Linked DNA regions of Mus musculus: regions 1, 2 and 3 are each linked to region 4. The links are chromatin contacts, called in public HiChIP or PLAC-seq and Micro-C maps. All regions are on one chromosome and are shown on one strand. The core of a region is the stretch at or near the end of the contact, and the rest is flanking DNA. Distances in the headings are between cores, read along the strand shown. Region 1 holds the start of Zfp771 (zinc finger protein 771). Region 2 holds the start of Tial1 (Tia1 cytotoxic granule-associated RNA binding protein-like 1). Region 3 holds the start of E430018J23Rik (RIKEN cDNA E430018J23 gene). Region 4 holds the start of Prss8 (protease, serine 8 (prostasin)).

Evidence for each region. Hi-C and Micro-C count contacts between places; a contact is called where the count stands out from the background. HiChIP or PLAC-seq counts read pairs in DNA pulled down with a chosen protein or histone mark.
Region 1: a contact with region 4 is called in an H3K27ac HiChIP or PLAC-seq map of extraembryonic endoderm stem cells, with 4 times the contacts expected there. The contact joins the promoter of Zfp771 here to the promoter of Prss8 in region 4. A contact is called at or near these places in 2 of 39 promoter capture datasets (cranial neural crest and embryonic stem cells) and 2 of 115 datasets of contacts at active chromatin or transcription factors (extraembryonic endoderm stem cells and kidney).
Region 2: a contact with region 4 is called in a Micro-C map of embryonic stem cells, with 5 times the contacts expected there. The contact joins the promoter of Tial1 here to the promoter of Prss8 in region 4. A contact is called at or near these places in 1 of 39 promoter capture datasets (pre-B cells), 1 of 484 Hi-C or Micro-C datasets (embryonic stem cells) and 1 of 115 datasets of contacts at active chromatin or transcription factors (large pre-B cells).
Region 3: an HNF4G HiChIP or PLAC-seq map of pancreatic cancer cells shows a contact between it and region 4. The contact joins the promoter of E430018J23Rik here to the promoter of Prss8 in region 4. A contact is called at or near these places in 2 of 115 datasets of contacts at active chromatin or transcription factors (microglia and pancreatic cancer cells) and 1 of 9 other capture datasets (adipose tissue).

What each region holds. Positions count from the first base shown.
Region 1 is chr7:127,243,115-127,245,814 of GRCm38.p6, forward strand. It overlaps Zfp771 (zinc finger protein 771), which reads left to right and starts at 1,412. Exons shown (of 3, transcript NM_177362.4): 1 at 1,412-1,494; 2 at 1,871-2,020. The coding sequence starts at 1,880.
Region 2 is chr7:128,460,226-128,462,925 of GRCm38.p6, forward strand. Tial1 (Tia1 cytotoxic granule-associated RNA binding protein-like 1) reads right to left here and starts at 1,448. Exons shown (of 12, transcript NM_001347640.1): 1 at 900-1,448. The coding sequence starts at 931. Gm32816 (a long non-coding RNA gene) reads left to right here and starts at 1,495. Exons shown (of 4, transcript XR_378509.4): 1 at 1,495-2,027.
Region 3 is chr7:127,392,252-127,394,951 of GRCm38.p6, forward strand. E430018J23Rik (RIKEN cDNA E430018J23 gene) reads right to left here and starts at 1,370. Exons shown (of 3, transcript NM_198011.2): 1 at 1,002-1,370; 2 at 750-863; 3 at 1-264. The coding sequence starts at 1,185. It also overlaps a transcript of Zfp764 not described here.
Region 4 is chr7:127,928,688-127,931,387 of GRCm38.p6, forward strand. Prss8 (protease, serine 8 (prostasin)) reads right to left here and starts at 1,426. Exons shown (of 6, transcript NM_133351.3): 1 at 1,111-1,426; 2 at 870-887. The coding sequence starts at 1,195.

The sequences.
Region 1 (2,700 bases), core at 162-2,661, 690 kb before region 4:
TACAAAGTGAGCTCCAGGACAGCCAGGGCTATACAGAGAAACCCTGTCTCGAAAAACCAAAAAAAAAAAAAAAAAAAAAAAAATAAAGATTGTATTTGCTGGGCATGGTGGCGCACACCTTTAATCCCAGCACTTGGGAGGCAGAGGCAAGTGAATTTCTGAGTTCAAGCCAGCCTGGACTACAGAGTGAGATCCAGGACAGCCAGGGCTATCCAGAGAAACCCTGTCTCGAACCCCCCCCCCAAAAAAAAAAAAACCAAAACAAAAAACCAAAACAACAACCACAAAGATTGTATTTATTTTATGTGTATGAGTACTCTGTAGCTCTCTCAGACACACCAGAAGAGGGCATCTGATCCCATTACAGATGGTTGTGAGTCACCATGTGGTTGCTGGGAATTGAACCTGTGGAAGAGCAGTCAGTGCTCTTAACCATTGAGTCATCTCTCTGGCTCCTTTATTATTTTTATTAGAAAAAAAAAGTTTCACTATGCAGGTCTGCCTGGCCTTCAACTTACAGAAGTCCACCTGCTTCTGCCTCCCCAGGGCTAAGTGGCACCATGCCCAGTTAAAAATATCTAGAGAGATAGGCAAGATGGTACTGTATGTAGTATTGTAGAGTGGATTTGACCTTGGGCTATTTCTTCCCACACTACCAGTAGTGAGAAATGCTTCTTTACTGTATAATTTAGGTAAATCAGTCCTCTCTGAACTATCTTTAAGTGCACGTGTAAAGTGAGATCGCAATCCTCTGTGCTGAGCAAATGTGACCCAGTGTGTAAAACAGCAAACTTTCAAGAACAGGTACCCAAGCCAGGCACGACAACTCCTGCCTTATACTCTCCAGATTCGGGGTGAGGGTCGGGGGCTTGCCACTGGTTCTAAACTAACCAGGTTTACATAGTGAGCCTCTGACAAGTCAGAAACAACACTCGGTAGATGAAAGCGACAGATTGGGCGGTGGTGGATCTGGGCCGCATGCGGGCAAACAGTAAGCTGTCTGGCAGATCAGGGGATGGGAAGGCGACGCGAGAAAGAACGAAGAAGGAAAAAGGAGGGGAAAGAAGAGAGGAGGCAACAGGGCCCGCTCTCCAGGCGGGGCGCCAGCGAGAGGCCCAGACCCCCGGGAGCGCACGTGGCCTACGCGGGCACAGCAATCTCGGTGGGGCGTCAAGATCCAGCAGCGGCGGAGCCCGGCTGAGGGTGGTTGGAACTCGGCTGCAGGGCCTTGAAGGCCGGGCTAGGCATGGTCTGTTGGTTAGGAGTTTCCGGGCCGCGGACACCTCTGAGTCCCGGCTACCCCTCCCGGGGCGGTTAGGGACAGAAGCTCAGGCCTCCAGCCTCTCCCCTAGGGGCGGGGCCAGACGGGCGAACCAATGAATGTCCGCCCCTGGGGCCCCGCCCCGCCCCCGCCTCCGGAGCCGCGGCCTTCGCAGAGCACCCAACCGCCCCTCGCCCAGGCCCGGGGCCGCACGAGCACCGAACCTCGGGCTGGTGAGTGCGCACTCCACCCCGGGGCCTCAGCTCCAGCGGGCCTCCGGCTCATCCCTTAGCGCTCAGGTCGCCGACCCAGGCTCTGGGGAGTGACTCAGCGCGAGGAGGGTGGCAACTCGCGGGAGCTGGAGATTCGAACTGTTCAGGGCCCTGAATGTCGGGATGAGTGGGGTGAACGGGTGTCTTCTGAGCTGGGCCCTGGGCAGTGTCGGAGCGTGGGGTTGGGTTAGGGTGGATGGGAAAGGACTGGACTCGGAGCCTGGGCAGGGCGGGGGAAGCCACGGCTGCACCGCCTTGTCTGGGCCGGGGCCACAGTGGGGGTGGGGGTGGGGGTGGGGGGCGGGTCCTGAGCCTCTGATCCAGCGCCCCGCCTCAGGACACCAAGATGCCTGGCGAACAGCAGGCAGAGGAGGAGGAGGAGGAAGAGATGCAGGAGGAGATGGTGCTGCTGGTGAAGGGTGAGGAGGAGGAGGGTGAGGAGAAGTATGAGGTGGTGAAACTCAAGATCCCTGTGGACAACAAGGAGGTACGTGTTCCGTCCCGATCCCACCCCCACCCTCGAACCTGTGCCAGGTTCAACGTCCCTCAGACAGAAGTCAAAAATCCTGCCCCCGCCTTTTCCTGGATCTCAGATCTAGAAACTCAGAATTGGCCCATCCTTGTGCTCACTGCCCCCCACGCCCCATTGGATAGACGTTTGGCCCACTGTGAGAGCCAGATGCCATGCTGGGTGCTGCTTGAGGCACCGTGCTGAGTGGCTTCAGTCTCCACGCAGCCTGATGTCTGTAAACTCACAATCCTGTATCCTGAGTCCAGATATAGGAGTTAGCAAAGGCCAGAGGTGAGGGAAGATGAGGCCAGGCCGCAGTAACAACAGCTACCTCTCGCATAGTTTATGGTGTGCCAGATGCTATTCTAAGCACCTCCAGTCTGGTTTGTTGCTAGTACTGACTCCATTTTCTAGGTGAGGAACTGAGTCTAAGACAGTTGGCAACCGACCTAAGTGACTACCCCAGACTGGAAGAGTGGCTCTGTCTGTAGGGAGCTATGGGACAGTAGTTCCCTCATACTCCAGCACAGCTCCAGGCAGGTTGGTTGGCAGAGCATGCTGGGGATCTGGGTTTTCTCCTGGAGGTTTTTAGGACATCAGAATGAGTTAGAGTCTGCCATTTGAGACCCTAACTATTCACCAATTATTTTACTTCC
Region 2 (2,700 bases), core at 198-2,697, 530 kb after region 4:
GGGGCCGGCGGAGGGGGGTAGGAAACGCCAATTAAGCGGTTGGAAGATGCGATTCATTCATTAGATTGGGCTTCAGGTGAAACCCGACAGCTATACCGCGAAAAATAGCACTCAAAAGACAGGTAACAAATAGCGGGAGCAGTCATCCTTTTATCCAACTCCGATGGTCCGGACGCACAAACGGATTAGGAAGCGGCATCACTAACTGAGCGAAAGGAGTTTAACTGGTTGTCAGGTTGGCGCAGTAAGCGCTCAAAGTAAACTTCGTTATCCAAGGGACAGAGGTGGTGCACGGTGGCGAAAAGCAATCACTTTGGCACTTCAAAAGCAGCAGGCGCTAGGCGGGTGTTTCTGACAGCGTGGGGCACGTGGGGCAGAAAGAGACAAGGGGCTCCTCTGGTTAAAGAGTGGTAGACTGGGGAGAAGGACTCGGAGCGACTGAGGCTGAGGACGTGGACTGCTGAGGACGTGGACTGAGGCTAAACGTTCAAGCCAAAGGATGCAGTAGTGGTCCCACCCCCGCCAAGCCCTGCCCCCGTAGGGACCCACAGCTCCTGGCTCAGCCCGGAGCCCCCAAAGCACAGGGGGAACAGTAGCTCTCCCGCGCCTGACAGCCTCAGCCGTGCACAAGCCCAGCCAAGCAAGAGTGTGCAAAAGAAGGGGTCGGGAGGAAAAAGTCGAGACAAGCCCTAGACCCTAGGAAGTGACTGTGTTTGGGGGGGAAGGGAGGGCTTCCTTCTCTGGGAAGGGGGACAGATGAGGAATGCACTTCACAGCCGCGCCACCGCGACGCCCGGCTCTCCGCTTCTAGTCCCGGGCTCCTGCTCTCCCTTCCTCCCTCCGCTTCCCGCAGTGCCCGGGCCACTCGGTGCCTGGCACCCCGGGTCTCGGGTACTCACAGAGTCCGGGGCTGTCCGTCGTCTTCCATCATGGTGGGTGCGACGGAGTGATCCCGGGACAAGGGGGAGGGCAGGGCTGGGGAGGGGAGGGGGCGGGAAGGAAGGGGAGGGGGGCTCCGGGCGCCGGCTGGGGACAGAGGAAAAGGTACTGAACCCCGCTCTCGGGTCCGCTCCCCCCAGCCCGCTCCGGACACTGCGCTCCAACCAGGAGGAGCAGGAGGAGGAGGAGGATGAACAAAATGGCCGCCACCACCAGCCAGGCAGGAAACGCGGCAGGGCGCAGGCGCGGCCCGCCAGGTCACTGCTCAGGCCAGCTGCGACGGCCTGTCCGGCAAAAGTAGCTAAAGAGACAGAAAGCCCGGCCAAAGAGTACACCCTGCGACTGGACACGACGGAGCACGTTGTCGCTGTGGGCCTGCTGGCCAGTCAAGACCTATCCGGGTCCAAGAGAGACCCAACACAGAGAGAAAAGCCGCGAAACCAAGTCTCCGGGAATTGCGGTCCCGGGAAAGTGGGGGAAGCCCTTCTCCAGTGGCCTTCTGGGAACTGTAGTTCAAGGCAGACCCTGCGCCTGCCGGAGCGCGAAGGAGAGATTTCTGGGTAGTGTAGTCGTACGTGAGGACGTGCCGCGACTAAGTAGTCGGCGTGCCGGGATAGAGCGAGGAATAAAAGGCGGGCGGCCGAAATAGAGAGGAGCTGTCCGGGAAGTAAACTACAAATCCCAGAGTGCCTCGCGCCGGGGCCCGCCCCAGGATCGCTCTTAGCATCTTAAGGCTCTTCTGTTGGTCCAGTGTGAGCTTCTGCTCCGCCTCCGTCCAGCCCCAGAGCGGTTTCTTCAACTGCAGATCAGGCGGTGTGCTGGCTCCGCGTGGTTCTCCCGTCAGCCGGCCTTGCCCGCCTCTACTCTCAGAACTGCTGGTCCGTGTTCAACAACCGACGCCTCACGCGACGGGCAAAAGAGTGGCAACTCTGAACCCGGAGAGATGTAGCGGACATCGGGCAACACCAGATCCAGCCTTGTCTTTGAGCACGTGTTCTAACCAGATAGGCCTTTCTAGACTATACCGCTTGTAACTTGCTTTACAAGTTCCACAAGGATCGCTACCCATTATCTCATCGGATTAGTGGGTAAGGCTGCAAAAGAGCAGCCCCTCATTCAAATGGCTTGTACCGCTCTTTCAAATCCCTACTTAAAACTTAAATATTCGCGTGGTGGCGCACAGTGCTACTGAACAGGAGGATAATGGATTTAAGGCCAGCCTAGAAATAGATACCAAGACCTTATCAAAAACTAATAATCAGTGAAAACAGCAAAGAGGCTCAACGACCAGGTCTCATGCCAAAACAGTCTGGAGTTCGGTATTGGAGGACACGGGCTGCTAGTATTGAGATGCTAAAGCAAGAGAGGAGATAGAATCATGACAATCTACTGGATGTACACCACATTTGTGGCTGAGGCCCCTAGGGGTCAGACGAAGGGATGGCATTCCCTGCCTGAGACTGGAGTTAACAGTGGTTGTGAGCTGCATATGAGTGCTGAGAACCAAACTGGAAGCCACTGTAAGTGTGCTCTTAACCAGCTCTCCCGTGCCCCCAGCTGCACACTGTCTCATTGAAGGAGAGAAAAGGTCTGGTGGCCAACAGAGAGCTTTGGGGTAGCTTATAGATCTGCTTAGCTGCATACTGAAACCCTACCTGAATTTACAGGTACAGTGGGAGATTGGAGGCTGCTTCTCCATGAGCCTAGGAAGGAGAGAGTAAGTCTGAACGAGAAACGGATTATATCCCAAAGTGAAAAAGG
Region 3 (2,700 bases), core at 120-2,619, 540 kb before region 4:
ACAGGTGCTCCACCAGTTTGGACTGGTGGGCAAAACTCTTCCCACACACATGGCACCCATGACGCTGGTCTGCTTTTAGGATAGGGTTGTGCACCGCAACAGTGGGGTGCCCCTGCTGAGAGTTCTTGAAAAGCAGCTCCAAGTTGCAAGAAGGGGAAGCAAAGGAGGGGCGTGGCTCCATAGGCCCAGCTTCTGGAGAAAGTATCTTCTTGGTTGCCTTGGTCTCTTCCCTTGGTCTCTTCCCTTCCTTCTCGTGCCTGCAATCTGCTGGGAGACCATGACAAAGCTCAGACTCTGACTCTACTGCCCCTCGATTCCCACAGCCCCACATGGAAACAGGGCACAGGAGGGGAGAGGCCACAGCATCTGAGCATGCGTGGTGCACAGATGTCCAGATGCAGCATAAAGAAAGGTGTCTGTGTGGTCCCCATTCCCAAGTGCAGTGAGCTAAGCACTTGTCAGAGGTGGACAGCAAGAACTGAAGGAGACTCCAGAACGCAGTCACAGAGATGGCAGCAGAGGAGTGGGAACGAGGGGCTACAACCTATACAGCCTAGTGACCCTGTAGATATGAGGTGAGAGCACTGGACAGAACCCTTTTCAGATGAATCCAGGGGCCAGCCATCATGGCTTTGGCCAAGAAACAGAAAAACAGGGAAGAAACTGCCAGGCAGTAAGTGCAGTCACTAGAAGACACCACACAGGCTGGCAACACAGAAGTTTCCCCAGGCAAGTACCCAGTCCTTCACCTGAGTGGACTTCTGTCCTGCACATGGCCACCTCTGGCTCCTGGGCACCGGGTCCCCACACTTCGGACTCTTCCTCCACCCAGCAGATGAGCGCTGGTTTGTCGCCCCCGACTTCTGGAGGGAAAGATAGCAAACCCCACGAGTCAGGTCGACCCACTTGTTACGACCACCCGTACCCAGGGAACTCCGATCCACCGCATGACCCACAGTGTCAAGGGCTACGCGAACCCAGGCGGCCAGGAAGGTTCTCACCCAGAGAGGCCAGGAGACCATAGGTCTCGCGCATCACCTCTCGGTACAGGGTTCTCTGCGCCGGCCGCAGACACCTCCACTCCTCCGGGGAGAAGTACACGGCCACGTCCGCGAAGCTCACAGTCCCAGGCTTAAGGAATGCAGGCCAAGCGGAGGCCCTTTCCGGGGCCATCCGCGGCGCCATGGGGACTCCCCGCACTGTTCCGTGATCTGCCTGGCGTCCCCTGGATCGCCTGCCAGATCCTAGGTTGCCGCGGTGGGGTACCAGGGCTGAGAAAGGACATATATCAGGTCCGTGAGCACCCTAATGTAGGTGAAAATTGAAGATTCCTAGAAGCAGGTACAGATGCAAGACGTGGTGATGAACTCATAGAAATGGTAGCAGTATTTGTGCATAAACGTGTGGGGGCGGGGCGGGGCGGGGCGGGGCGGGGAGTAACAAGAACCTTGATCCCTGGGGTCCCGCCCAAGGTTACGTCACCGGATTTCCTGGGTCATTGTTTTCTAGCCCTCATCCAAAATGGCCAAAGTGTCTACAAGTGCCAATCTAAGACCAAGACTGAAGTGGACGTGCCTATGTGGGCGGGGACTCCAGGACCGCGAGTATCGTGCAGTTGAGGAATGGTACAGATTCTGTGTGTTCACACCACTCTCAAGTTAAGCTAGGTGGAAGCAGTCTGTGAATTTTGGGTTGGGGTAGAATCTGAGAAAACTCATTTCAGAGATAGAAGTTTAAAAATGAAAGCTTTATTTCTGTGCACGCGTATGTAGTGGCCAATTTGGGAGCTGAACAGCATCCCGGAACAGAGCTTATATAACGTTTTCATAGGATGAAAACACAAAGCAAGGGGGACTTGGGTGCACTGTTGCGTTAGTCAGTCTTTCACACAATGGGTTAAGCAAGGAAGTTAACTTTGGTGACTGGACCTCATCAGCGTCACTTTGTTTCAGGTTCCTTGATTTAGCTTTTGCAGCCAGGTCGCATCCTGGACTGGTCTGGAATTTAGAATGATAAGGGAACAATGGAGTGGGCAATCTGCACATTTATGACTTGTGTGCCTTAGTTTAGACAGCAAATAACAGCAACATCCCTCTTTACAGCCTTTACTGGATAACAAACATGAAACACCTAAAGTCACAGGATAGTTGTTAGTTCCAGCCTGGGATCCTGAACCCTGTCAGCAAGATGGAGGTCCAGCAATGGCTGGACTCAGGAATTAACAGGTGTTTGGTGTTTTTCTTCTGGTCAGTGTATTGTGGAGCCCCAGAAAGCCTGTGGCAGGAAGAATATTAATAAGCTAGAAAGTATAGCAGTCTCAGAGGTTGTTTCCACCAGCTTGGTCTACACATCTCAAAGTAGTTGAGAAATACTGTCCTTGACACATGTCTGAGATCATAGAGCTGGTCTTTGATCAGCCAGGACACTCGGAACATTCACGACCTAATCTTCTAAAACTCTACATCTGCCCATCTGGATTTTTTTTCCCCTTCACTTCCAGGAAGGAATTAAAGTTTCTGGGAAGATTGTGAGATTCCCATGAAATATCCAAGAGAGGAATGAGGCCCTACTCACGGTCATATACATCCAGGTTTTCAGTCTGGTTCATTGCTATTTTAATATAAAATACCTACCTATGAAAGGAATCTTGGCTGGGCAGTGGTGGCACACGCCTTTAATCCCAGCACTTGGGAGGCAGAG
Region 4 (2,700 bases), core at 176-2,675:
TTACCACTGGACCTTTAAGACCAGTCACTCTATTCTGAATGCCTTTCCAGCCTTTCTCCACTAGGCTAGAGAGCCATCCGGGCACAGCCCCTCCATGGCATGTTTGGATCAGCCGGCTAGGTCACAGGTGTCGCTCTCAGCTTCCAGGGCCCTCTCCACAGAGTCCAGGCTGGCTGACACCTGTTCTCATGCCTATGACTGTTCCAACTGCACCAACCTGAGCGTTACCTAGAGACACACCTGTTTCCACCCTCTCCCCATCTGCTGAGCACAGGAGAACTAGGGGTGTGATTGAACATTGCAAGGAAATTGGATTCCTCAGGTTGGGGACCTGAGCCGCTCCCCCCACCCCCCAAGCTAGCAGTAGGCAGAGAAAACACCTAGCTAGATTCTTCCTTCATTCCCTCACAATCCTGACAATGGCTACTACTCAGACTGCAGCTGAGGCGCATCTAGGCTCCAAGGGGCTTTCACTTCCCAATCTCCCGGTCTTCCTCACAGCCCTAGAAGAACAGAACTGAACAGCTTTTCAAGGCAAAGAAACTGGAGCTTTGAAAGATAAGGAGACAAGGCTACTAGATAGTTATGCTCAGACCGGAAACCAGTCTACACTGGAGCTGATCTTCTCAGAGCCACCTCCCCTACCCACACTGAGAGTCAGGCTTCGATTATGCCCGCGGACAGCTCACTGCATCTCTTTACCTCAGTTTCCTCATAAAACAAGAGCCAAGATTCCATACACTCAGAGCTGTTGGGACACTTAGTGTGGCTAAGTGCAAGCCCAGCTAGGCGACAAGTGTTCCTACAACCCGCCAGGGGACACCGAGCCGCTGTGCCCTCACTCCCCCAACTCCCGCAGAAAGCCTCACCTTCAGTCCCGTCAGCTCCTGGAGGGAAAGAAAGAGAGAGGAGTTGGCAGGGAGGCCTGAGTCCCCAGAGCCCTTCACGCCAACCGCTTCCCCATAGGGTGATTCCTTGTTTGGGGGACTAACAAGAGAAGAGGGGAAGACGGTAGGAACACGGAGATTCGCGAATTCAGTCTACACGGGGACCAGCCTGCTCTCACCGGGGCTCCTTCTCCAACCCTCCCTCCCGCGGATCCATACTTACGGATTCCCGACTGGAGCAATCCGAGAAGGAGCAGAATGGTCACAGCTTCCAGCTGCCCAAGTCCCAGGCCCACCCTTAGGGCCATGGCCTAGGACAAGGGCCCCCCGAAGGAGCCCCTAGGTAGAAAGGGAAGAACCAGAAGGCTGGTTTTGAAGGCAGGATCTAGGTGTGGGATCAGAGTGAGGAATCCCAGGATCTAGGCTGGGAAGGTGAAGCAGGCTTCTCGGCAGAAAATGGCCAGGGGGAAGACGGGACACACCTTTAGTCTCTCTGCAGTGACCAGCGTGGACCTGTTCTGCCTTACAATTTGGTCAACAGAGACCTCTCCAGGCACTTCAGGAGCCAACCACCTGTGGGCTCCTCCCTCAGCCACGCCCTCCTCCTCCTCCTCGGAAAGCAGGCTTTTTTTTTTCCTGCTTCTGGCCTCTGTGGTCCTTTCCTGGATCCTTTCGCAGTGGGTGCTTTTGATACAGGAAAACTGATCCTGGACAGTCAGAAAGCAGTCCCAGGCAGGACTGGGAACCCTAAGGGCCAGCCAAGTACCCCAGGTCTTATTGGTCACTCAGTTATCACCCCCCCTCCCCCCACTCCTAGTCCCCTCTTCCCCGACAACCTGGCCTGGTCTAGACCTTATTAAGGTAGGGCCACAGCCGCTGCTCAGCCCTTCCCATCCCTCCTCAGGCCAGGTATCTAAAACTAGCATGGGGGAATGCCCCAGGCCAAAGCCATTCGTGGCAGGCCCTCTGTAGAAACACCTTCCTGCAGGTGTTGAGCACGGCTGGCTATTGACAATCATCCGGTAAGTATTTGCTAAGTACCTATCTGTGCACCCGGCACAAGTGGCAGACTGTACCATCTATGACCTCCTTAAGATGATGATGAAGTGGGGATGTCAGACTCGAATCAAGTAACAAAAGGCAATTATTGATTAATCATTTCAAATTAGGAGCTGTGATATAGACCCAATTAGTGGGACTCTCAACTGCACAGTAGCTGCAGGGCTCGTGGAAGAACAACGCTGGGAACCAAATCCTCAGAGGGCATGGAAAGATGCCAACCAAACAACACTGGCAAAGTTAGGCCAGGTGTGGTGGCACGTGTCTTTAAAGCCAGTTGTGCTTTGTCCCACGGAGGCACAGGCAGGCAGATGTCTGTGAGTTTGAGGCTAGACTGGTCTACATAGCAAATTCTAGGATAGCCAAGGCTACATAGAGAAAAATCTCTAAAAAAAAAAAAAAAAAAAGCCGGATGTGGTGGCACACTCCTTTAATCCCAGCAGCACTCAGGAGGCAGAGGCAGGGGGATTTCTGAGTTCGAGGCCAGCCTGGTCTACAAAGTGAGTTCCAGGACAGCCAGGGCTATACCGAGAAACCCTGTCTTGGAAAAAAAAAAGAATAAATAAATAAATAAATAAAGACAAAGCCGGGGTGTTGTGAAGTAGGTAGGGTAGGAGTTCAGGGAAAGGCCTAGGGAAGGCTCGGTGGTAAAGCAATTCCCACGTGCAGGCCCATAAAAACCCAGGTTCCGATCCCTGGCTTTCTGTAAAGTGTGAGTGTGGCGGTTCACAGCTGCAACCCCAGGACAGTCCTG